2 separate regions of the Mus musculus genome follow, and region 1 is linked to region 2. The links are chromatin contacts, called in public Hi-C maps. All regions are on one chromosome and are shown on one strand. Each heading gives the region's core, a stretch centred on a gene start, on an enhancer-like site or on the middle of the called end of the contact. The rest is flanking DNA. Distances are from core to core; before and after follow the strand shown.

Region 1 (5,187 bases), core at 862-3,361, 190 kb after region 2:
AAGCCTTCCACTGGAGAACTAAAGGAAAGCCAAGCTTTATTGTGAACCTCAAGGATGCTTCCCCTGAGACTAGAATGGAGGTAGTGTGGGTAAGAAAGCAGAGGGTTGACCAGATGTCCAGCCGAGGTGCCTGCTGGGTTGCTCCCAGTCAGCAGTGTGGTGTGTGGAGATTCTGAAGCAGGGCACTGTGTGCTCTCATGCAGACTCGATGCAGGAGGTGTGGCCACCCTTCTCAGGAGGCCACAGTCCTGGGATAACAGTTGGATGCCAGCTGGGTTGATTCAGCCCTGGGGGAGAACCAAGAGGACACTTGAGTGGAATCCTCTTCTCTGGAGGGTTGATGTGAGCAAGTGACCATCATTCATCCAGAAGCAACTTCCAGATTCATCAAATGCCTTGTTGGAAGCAGCTTCCTCGTGTCTCCATTGTAAACTTGAGGAAATGGAGGTGCAGAGAGCAGAAGTAGCTCGGTGGAACACCCTGGGAGACACCGCAGAAGAGCGTGCATTTGGTGGGGCTCCTCAAATGATAGGTAAAGCTCTGCCTGGTAGAGAAGGGAAGGACACCCAGGCTTGAGACTTCCTTCCACTACCAAGGAACCCAGGAAAATCTAAACAAGAGAAGCTGGATATAGAAAAGTCTGTAGGCAGATCAGACGTGGTGGTGGGCACAGCTTCCTGGTGCCCTGGTGCCTTCTGGGAACTGAAGGTGGCTGGAAACAGGTTTTGACACCCAGTTGGAACAGCTCCACTTCTGCAAGAACTCAGCTTCAGCCTGACTCCTCCTTCCCCTGACCCCGACCCCTAACCCCTGACCCCCTTTCCTGTCTCCTGGCTCTAAGATTTATTTCATCTCTGCTGCCTTTGTCCTGACTCCAAAGCACCCTTGACTCCCATACCTGGGATCTGCATTATCCATAAACAACTCAGAGAGGTGTCATCTAAGTTGCTGGCTCTTGGCAAACATAGATGACCTGAACACCCTTTCCAGGAAATGAAGAGGATAGAAACAAGACTCCATTTACAGAGTTCCTTGAGAACTCACAGAGAACACTTCCAATCAGAAGGTCCTACGGGGGCATGTATTTCCTGAGCACCACCCTGGTGGGCCCTTGAGGAGGTCACTAGTTCCTGCAGTAATGAAGACATTCAGAGGTAGGCTGGGCCAATTTCTGCAGGTGCCCTGCCTTCCTGCCTTGACACAGACTCCAGGGCACACAGATTCACTCTTGGTACATACAAAAGAAGCAAGAAATGGACTGTCTTCTTGGAGAGATTACATTTGTCACAACATTTTGCTAAATGTGCCGTTGAGTTTAGCTTTCTTCCCCCAGGGACAGACTGCTGGTGGTGGAGAACATTGTGATTTTACAGGAGGTCACAGGAGAGTGTGTCTGCATGTGGATGCTTGCAGGATTTGGGTTGGAGAAGATCCAGAGAGCTAGCTGTACCTTCTGTAGAGAGATTATCCCCACTCCCCAACCCCCGCCCCCTTGGGTGGCTGTCCATGGTGCTGATTGCCCTCTGGTGCAAATCAAATTCCATGCCAGCCACCGAGTGATCCCTGGGCCATCTCCCGTCCCTCGGCTCCTTCCTCTCTGCCCTTCTTAGGGCTCCTTCTTCATCCTCCCCCTGGTAGCTTCTCTGACCTTTGCCCTCTCTTCTACCTTGATGAGGCATTATAAAATTCACAGCAAAACCAAAGATCCCAATACCCAGTGAGTACAACCCAGTCTGGGTAGTGAATTCTGCCTAGGACTGGTTTTGTTTTTGTTTTTGTTTAAGATTTATTTATTTATTATATGTAAGTACACTGTAGCTGTCTTCAGACACTCTAGAAGACCGTGTCAGATCTCATTACAGATGGTTGTGAGCTACCACATGGTTGCTGGGATTTGAATTCAGGACCTTTAGAAGAGCAGTCAGTGCTTTTAACCACTGAGCCATCTCTCCAGCCTGCTGTCCATGTCTGTTAGTGCTGGAGATCCCCATCTCTGAGAGTTGGAAGGAAAATTCTGTGCCTTTTGTGCTTTTTGCTTATTGGTACTTCCTTCCACACCTACCTCTGGCTTGTCCAGGAAACTCGTGACTCTTTGGAAGGAGCTGACAAAAGCTGACATATGGCACCAATGAATCTCACAGTCCTGGGACATGGGACCAATTGTAACAGGTGGACTCAGCTTGCACTTCCCCACAAAATTCACAACACGGGCAGACACGGGGAGTGGTGTGGATTTTTCCACCCCGATTTTTATTCATTTGCTACAGTGGCCAAGCTGTGGGTCCATTCTGAGTCTCTGATCATTGTCTGTAAATTGGGGACAACTCCAAACATCACTGGGGCCACCAAGCAAGTGACAGCACCAGCAGGGTGCACGATGCTCCTGATGGAGTCTCTTAAGTTTGCTCTGAGAACTACCCAGTTCAAGTTACTTGGATTTCCAACATCCATGGGACCATCTGATGATGTCTAAAAATAGCTACCTTGAATCCTGCCCCCACCCCCAGTCAGGGAGGCTCTTTGTGTAATCCAGTGTGTCTCTGACTGTAGGTAGCTTATTGGCTGAGAACAGCTTCCAGCTAGCGGTATCTAGCTTCCCCTTGCCAGCATCTTCAGTGCAGTGGAACTTGGCCTAATTACCCAGGGGGTGATGTCCTCTTTCAGACCAACGAGGACTCCTCCGTGTCTGCCTCTGAGCCGATTCCCGGTGATATTTACAGAACAATGTAGTGACGGGGCTTCCAACTCTTGCAGCTGACCCCAGCAACGAGTGTCAGTGCACCATTGCTCTGTTCAAGTCTTTCCGTAAAGAAAGTTCAAGCTACTGGGTCATGCACGCCCCTGCTAGACTGCCAGTCAGAGCTGACATTGTCAAAATGTGGGGCACGGGCTTCGGCAACCGTCCCAGTATCCTGCTGCGGTGCCAGAGAGGAATTCTGGGAAATAAGCGTGGCTGGCATGGGGTCTCCGGAGCCCCACCTTAGAACTGGGCGTGGCTCATGTGGAGAAGCCAAGGAAGGAAAAGCAGCAAGGAGACCAGAGGAGCCCTGTTCTCTGGGACCTGGAAATGGAGTCCTTCCACGTCTTGGGCTCTCTGTAAATTGGGGTGCTGATGACCTCACGGGCTGTGATGAAGGAGAATGAAGTACACCCGACATGATGATGCACACGCAAGCTGCCGTCACGGCCACCATTGGAACGTAACGGGAACTGTCACAATCTGCGACCAGCGAAAGGCTGGGGCCCTGACCTTTGTAAGACATTCTCCCCTAGGAATTCTTCTTACACTGTTTCCCCAGAGCTGATGCCACAGAGACTCTGCCGGGAAATAGAGTAGCAGCACTAGAAGCAACCAGTGGCCAGTCCTTCATTGAGCTAGCCACTCGTGAAGGCTTCTCCTGTGCCCTCTGGAGCTCTCTGCAATGTGGTACTACTCAGGCTTCAGAGGTGACCCGCCCAAGGGACAGAAGGCTGGAGTGTTTATTCTACCTGTGTTGGGCTGAGGGTGGCTCCTGAGGAGGTCGCCTTCTCAACACTAAGACATCCCGTCCTGGGATGGGTTGCATATTAAAGGGACACTGACAGTAGCTGTTGCCTAGTACTAAGCCTCCAGGTGCACATGTGAAGGAGTGGGAGACCCCATTCACAGATGGGAAGACTGAGGCTTAGTGAAAACTGAAGATCACCATCTAAATCTGCAAGCATCTGCAGAGATATTTTTTTCCCAACAAGAAAAACATCATCCTAGTCCTGTGGAAATCCAGATATTTTTATGCCACAGGGAGGCCAAGGGAGCTAGGGGTCACCTCACTTTTATTTTCTAGTGTAAGAGATACTAGGCAGACAGTCACGTGACCTGTAGCAAAGATGGGGGAAGGAGGGCACTAGTAAGACCCAAGATCTCAGCCACCATCAGCATGTTCAGTGTCCAGCTGACTAAGCTGAAAAGGACAGCCACTTAAAGAGAGAGATGGCCTCTGCCGGGCTCCTGAGAGTTGGCTGGACTCTCTCCTTGCTGGCTTAAAAGGCTCACATATCTTCACTGGCTGTGAGGAGCTCTGCTCCAAGCAGGAAGATCCTGTGTCCTGGTGACCTGCTCTGAGACCCAACTCTCAGCCTGCTACTCCCTGCACCCGCTCCCCAGATGCCGTCTCTGGCTCCTTGAGGCTCTGCAGACCCCCACTTATCTGAAATCAGGGCTCCCTGTTCAGCACTCCTCCCAATCACCTGCAGATGCTAAACATCAAAGAAGCTTCCCCTCCCTCGCTCTCCCTGCCCTTTGCAGGCTGGACTCCTGATGTCCAGGCTGGGACTCTCTCCCCTTGTTCTCAGTCTCAGCGCACAGGTGAGGAGGCAGACCCGCCACAGCTCACGGCTTCTTCACATGGCTCCCAATACAAACATAAGAACACAGGGGCCTCCAGCCCCTCCCCTACCAAATAGGACCAAAGACAAGGAGATCTGAGACGTCATATGCCCCAGCGTGATGTAACAACCTCCTACAAGCCAAATACAGTGTGTTTGCTGTGGGCCGGTGCCGGTGTAAACAGCTCAGAGACCTGAAACCCACATACATTATTCACGAACAACCCACCCCCGGCATGGAAGTATCTCTCCATCCTTTTCCAGCCCATGAACCTAAGCAGGTGTGTCTGAGCATGCGCAGGAACACGGATCTGTGCTGCAACACTCCCAGATCCGCAAAGCTGGGGAGGCCTGTGCCCTCCAAACCTCCCTTTACTTTTCTGAGGCCAGTTTGTTTCTGGGAACAGCTGGGACAGAATGCGGCATCTCTGCCAAGAGCAGGTTCTTAGTTTATCGTACAACTTCCTCGACAAGTTTGCCTCTTGTGGGCTTTGGGGGCTTGCTTTGTTCTCTAGCCCAGGCTGGCCTCAAATTCACTATACAGCCAAAGATGACCTTGAACTTCTGATCTTGCTGCCTCCACCTCCCAAGTACTGGGCTGCAGTCTTCGGTCCCCATGCCTGGTTTATTCTGTGCTGGTGATGGAACCAGGTTTCGTGCATGCTAGGCAAGCTCCCTACCAACCAAGCCACATCATTAGACACCTTACAGAGAGTTTTTAATAAAGTGGAACATGCTGGCATCTCCATGGTGCTCATGATGGTGCTGGCACACAGTAGGGGCTATGCTGGCACACAGTAGGGGCTGTGCTGGCACCACCTA
Region 2 (5,000 bases), core at 1,036-3,535:
CCCCAGTAGCTTGCCACACTTTTTTTTTTGTTGGCTTAGTGTTCCTCATGTACAGCCCCTGCCATGCTTCCTTAGCCCCATGCTCTGTGTTAAAATTTTCTTCACTCTTGAGAATTTCCTACCCACGGACAATGACATATGAATGCACCGACTACCTCCGTTCCGCCCTCCGCCTCCCCTTGTGGCCCTACCAGCACAGACCCTGCCCAGCTCCTTAACCTACCATGGGCTCAGGGCATCCACGGGAGCACTGGAAGCCTATCAGTGACCACACCCTCAGTAAAGAGCAACGCTCCCCCACACGGCTATCTGCTCCACATGGTTTCTCTGCATGGATGGGGCTTGGAGATCATCTGCTTCAGCTAGAATCCCACCCAGCCCGATCCATTCAGGTCCTAGCAGCTGCTGTGAGCTCCCGGCAGTCTCTCATCCTTAGCATCTATTTCTTAGAGAGGAAAAAAGAAAAGAAAGAAAAAAGCCAGGCAGTGGTGGCCCATGCCTTTAATCCCAATCCCAGCACTTGGGAGGCAGAGGCAGGCAGATTTCTGAGTTCGAGGCCAGCCTGGTCTACAGAGTAAGTTCCAGGAGAGCCAGGGCTACACAGAGAAACCCTGTCTCAAAAAACAAAAACAAAAAAACAAACAAACAAAAAAAAAAAAAAAAGAAAGAAAGAAAAGAAAAAGAAAAAGGAAAAGGAAAAAAAAAAGAAAGGAAAGGAAGAGAGAATCTTATCCAGTTTCTTATCATGGCCTCCCCTTCCCAGCACCCACAGAACTTGCTCACAAGCAAAGCCTTCCTTCCCCGTGAGCCCCGTGAACGGAAGACTCATCCTAACAAGCCCCCGTAGGAAGCAGCCAGGAGGCTCCTGGCAAATCTTCATTGGCTGGCGGTCATTGCAACTCAAGATTCGGGCCGCTGACCTAAAAGACTTTCAAACAGTATAGTCAGCCAAAGCAATGGTGGGCAGTGGGCGCTGGGGGACATCACAGAACATGGAAAATTCACTCAGAACTTCTATGAAATGGGAGCACTCACCCACTCTCCGGATGGGAAAACCGAGGCTCAGGACTGTTGAGCCACTCGCACAAGAAGAAGTTCTGAGCTTGTGATGGGACTGCTTTGTCTGGTCCGTCTAGTCCTCTGAGCAGCCGCCATCTTTGTCAGAGTATCGCAGTTGGGCCTGTGGGCTGTTGACATTTCCTCAAAGAAGGAGGACTGGGGCGGGTCATGGGACCTTAGACTGAATGTCCAGCCACTCCTCCAGATCATTCCAGTGCAGTTTGTCCCTAATTGTCCTCAGGGTCTCAGAGAGGTGCTATAGTACACAGGTAGGAAAACTAACAGGAATGATCTTCATGCAGCTGGCGTGTGTATGTGGGTTGGGGTAGGGATGGGGTGCTGTGTGGGACACAGACCTCCTGATGCTTTAGGGTCACCCAGAGTCCTTTCTATGACCCTGGACTCAAGATCTGTAAGTAACCTAAGAAACTGGCTCCCTGGGGTGAACTTGGACTGGGCTGTGCTTTGTCACTGGGAACTCAGGAAGTTAATGATGTTCATATCTCTCTAGGCAGGGCTTGTCACACCTATCACGTCACGGCACCCACAGAACCCCTGAGGGTTACGCACAGTGTCTGGGGCAGCAGTCCTGCTGGGGTCCCTTGCATAGTGATCAGCGCCCCAGCATTTGCTGAAGACCTAGAGCTCTTCCTCTTCACACACGGCACGAGAATTTCAGAAACTATACAAAGAGACCCCCGCCCCCCCCCACACACACCCAATCACCAGCCACACACCAACCACGCTGGATGCTTCAGGTGCTTGCCTTTCTGCACGGCTTGCAGCCTGAAGGGCCTTTTATCTTCCAGGGAGCAGGGATAGCCTGCCATCAGGGGAGCAGCCGACAAAGGCCTCTGCCAGTCTCTAGCTGCTACCATGCTCACTGAAGCAGCCGGAGGTGGGGGTGGGGTTGACTCTGCCCCCCTCTTTGCTAGACCGGGCTCAGGTTCCCAGTCCTCGGGGTTGCTTTAATTTACTTCCACACACACCAGCGGTTCCCAGCCACCGCGCGGAGTCACTTAAGGGTGGTTGTCACTCGTCAGGAGTGCGAAGAAATAATGTCAGCTACGTAGTACCCCCCTCCCCCACATCCACAGGAGAGGTGCTCCAAGACCACCAGAGGATGGCTGAAGATGAGGAGACTGCCTGCCATCTCTCTGTATGTGTGGTGACGCCCTGTTCACATCCTGGGCGCTATCCACAACAGCGATAAGAACCGCCAGTTAACATACTATGCTGCGAGAAAAGGAAGTTACCGTGGCCCCTCCGCCATCGAGATGGCTCTCCCTGCACCTAGTGAGGTGCACGTAAATCGAGCAGGTCTTTGACAAACAGCCATACCGTGACCGTGTAGTGAGTAGAACCTGCCTCCGTTGCTATTGCGAGCGACCACGGACAGTCTGGACTCCGCTATCTTCTTTTGTTTTAAGATTTCTTTATTTTTACTTTATGGGTACCCGTGTCTTGCCTCCTTGTGCATGCAGTACCTCGGAAGGCCGAAAGAGGGTGCTGCATCCCTTGGAACGGGAGCTACAGAGGGCTGAAAGCCCACCTCAGTGCTGGGCTTTGAACCTGGGTCTTCTGGGAGAGCAGCCAGGGCTTTTAACCAGTTTTTCCAGCCTCCAAAGGAATGGTTCTGGCTCCAGTAGGATGTCAAGAGGCTTTGCTCATCCTACTCAAATTGTGTACAACAATGTGTATAAGTTATTGTTGATACTTCCTATGTGATACCCTCAGCCCAGTGTTGACTGCAGGTCAGTGGGACTATAGTACAGAGAAGGTTCCTAGAGGGGCACAATGCACTGGGTAGAAACTGGAGTCAGAAAGTTACTTACTTAAAAAGTAAACGAGACCATCTGAGGATACTATTTCCAGTGTGCACAAGCAACTAGGGGTCTTGCCTAGGTCACACACAGCCTGTTATCCCCAGGGAACAGGACCAGGATTCTATCTCAGGGGGACCCTGACTGATCTTACCTACCCCAGCACTGAGGTTCAAAAGTGGCCTTGGCTGCTCCAGGCCACCAAGGAGACATCTTTCTGGATAAGATCTCACGGGCAGCCCAGATGCTTTGCAAAGGTTCCTCGAAATATAGCAGAATACATATCTGAGTTTTTATTGCCCACGCCGTAATAGGAATATAACTTATGACTGCTGGCACGCCAGGCTTCGGCAGCCTCTATAAATCTGGCCCTCTGATCGAATCCACATGCATTTCAGCAGAGCTGGGCCCTCGGAGGGGAGCAGGGAAGGAACTGGGGCCAGAGCTTTTGGGGGGGGGTTAATCATAGTCAGAATATTAACCGCACATCCTGTTGAGTTCCTGTGAATAGATTCAGATGTCCCAGCATGAAGGTCTGATTCTGCACACAGCAGAACAGCAAGTGTCCAGAGCAGGCTCAGAGAGCGTCCTGAATGCTGTCAGCTTCAGTTTCAGACCAAGATTCATTTCCCCTGAGAAAAACAATGTTTCAGCCATTCCCGGGGTGGGGGAGGGGGGGTTTTGAATCACGGTGGAAGGCTTGCGACTCAGGATGAAGGCCAGGAGGAGCAAACCGATGGTTGGTTTCTTACTTCCAAAACAGGCTCACAATTTTCAATGAATGCTTGAAGGATTTTTTCTCTGCCTTATAACTTTGTTCCTTTCTTCCTTCCTTCCTCCTTTTTTTCTTTTTAAAAAGCAACATGCCAGTCTGTGTTTGGCTTTATTGGGTAAAAAGGAGGCCAGACACTAGTGGAGAAGGAAATAGAAACTGCAATTGAAGATTAAGATTTAAAGAGGAAGGCCAGGCACTGGTGGCACACGCCTTTCATCCCAGCACTTGGGAGTCAGAGGCAGGCAGAATTCTGAGTTTGAGGCCAGTCTGGTCTAGAGAGTGAGTTCCAGGACAGCCAGGGCTACACAAGACAGAGAAACCCTGTCTTGAAAAAAACAGAACAAAACAAAACAAAACCACAACAAAAAGATTTAGAGAGGAAAGGCCCAAGTGACTCCCGGGCGTTCCAGGGTCATTCTCCACAAGAATGGATTTGCCCCAGTACCACTGCTGTCCTTCACAGAGCGGAGCTTGCCCTGTGGTGCCTCCTGTAACATGACAGCTCTGAGGGGGACCAAGGATCCCCATTTCCCAGATGTGGAGACAGAGCCTAGTCCCACTCCCTTTCCTTTCCCTCTTTTAAACTCATGACCCTTCTTCTTCAGTCCCTAAGTATCTGGGACTACAGGTGTGCCCTTTCCCAATAGGTGTTCACCCAGGACTGAAGGGCCCAGCGGGCCAGCTCGTCTTTTTAATTATTGTTGGTGCATCTTCTGCCTTGCAAGGAGCTTTGTGGATAGATACTAACTGTCCAACCAACGGCCAAGCAAACACAACCGGAGCTGCACTGGCCTTCTTGAGCCAGATCTGCAGAGTTGACCAGTGAACTGGATCTTTGAGCTCTGATCTCTTTGCAAGGAGGAGGGGACACGGCTTGGGCAGTGGACTGGGTGAAGGTCCGCTTATTTCCACAGGGTTTCCCTGTCGATGAACAGAACAGAATACCCACAGTTTGGTTCACACAAGATGATTCCAGGCATCACTGCCTCTCCCTTCCCCTAGCCCCTCACTCAACTGTGTGAAGGGATCTCTTCTTTCCAAATCTCTCTGTATCTTTCCAGTCAGAGATTGAATCTGTAAGGTTCCCCTACAGGCTCGTGTGTAATACAACCAGTTACCAGCAGGTGGGGCTGTTTGGGGAGCAAGTTGTGGAGACTAGGAGTTAGTGTCTGACTGAAAGAAGTCACGTGGGGGCAGGGAAGCTCTTGCAGTGTACATTATCCCAGGTCCTTTCCTGTCTACTATGATGGTCACATCCCTCCAGCCATGGCGTTTTGTCCCAGCACATTGTGCAAAACAGCAATGAACTCACTGAAGTTTGTGAGCCCAGAAATCTCTGCCCA

What was found. A called contact is a pair of places that touch in the nucleus more often than the background predicts.
Region 1: a contact with region 2 is called in a Hi-C map of cerebellar granule neurons, with 3 times the contacts expected there. The contact joins two enhancer-like sites. A contact is called at or near these places in 2 of 39 promoter capture datasets (embryonic stem cells and hippocampal neurons), 3 of 15 datasets of contacts at CTCF or cohesin (all in embryonic stem cells), 38 of 484 Hi-C or Micro-C datasets (the AtT-20 cell line, brain, cerebellar granule neurons and 20 more), 15 of 115 datasets of contacts at active chromatin or transcription factors (craniofacial prominence, differentiating embryonic stem cells, embryonic basal ganglia and 8 more) and 3 of 9 other capture datasets (adipose tissue, liver and pancreatic islet).

Annotation. Positions count from the first base shown.
Region 1 is chr5:113,563,145-113,568,331 of GRCm38.p6, forward strand. The region is part of intron 4 of Wscd2 (WSC domain containing 2); the gene reads left to right. Among named protein-coding and RNA genes, the nearest start is that of Gm52822, 22 kb to the left of the region's middle. Within about 2 kb of position 2,112, at least 1 of the 459 cell types and tissues checked has an H3K27ac peak or open chromatin away from gene starts, as enhancers often do. A contact at or near this core is called in cerebellar granule neurons, where this site is marked.
Region 2 is chr5:113,371,181-113,376,180 of GRCm38.p6, forward strand. No RefSeq gene overlaps it. Among named protein-coding and RNA genes, the nearest start is that of Aym1, 16 kb to the left of the region's middle. Within about 2 kb of position 2,286, at least 38 of the 459 cell types and tissues checked have an H3K27ac peak or open chromatin away from gene starts, as enhancers often do. A contact at or near this core is called in cerebellar granule neurons, where this site is marked.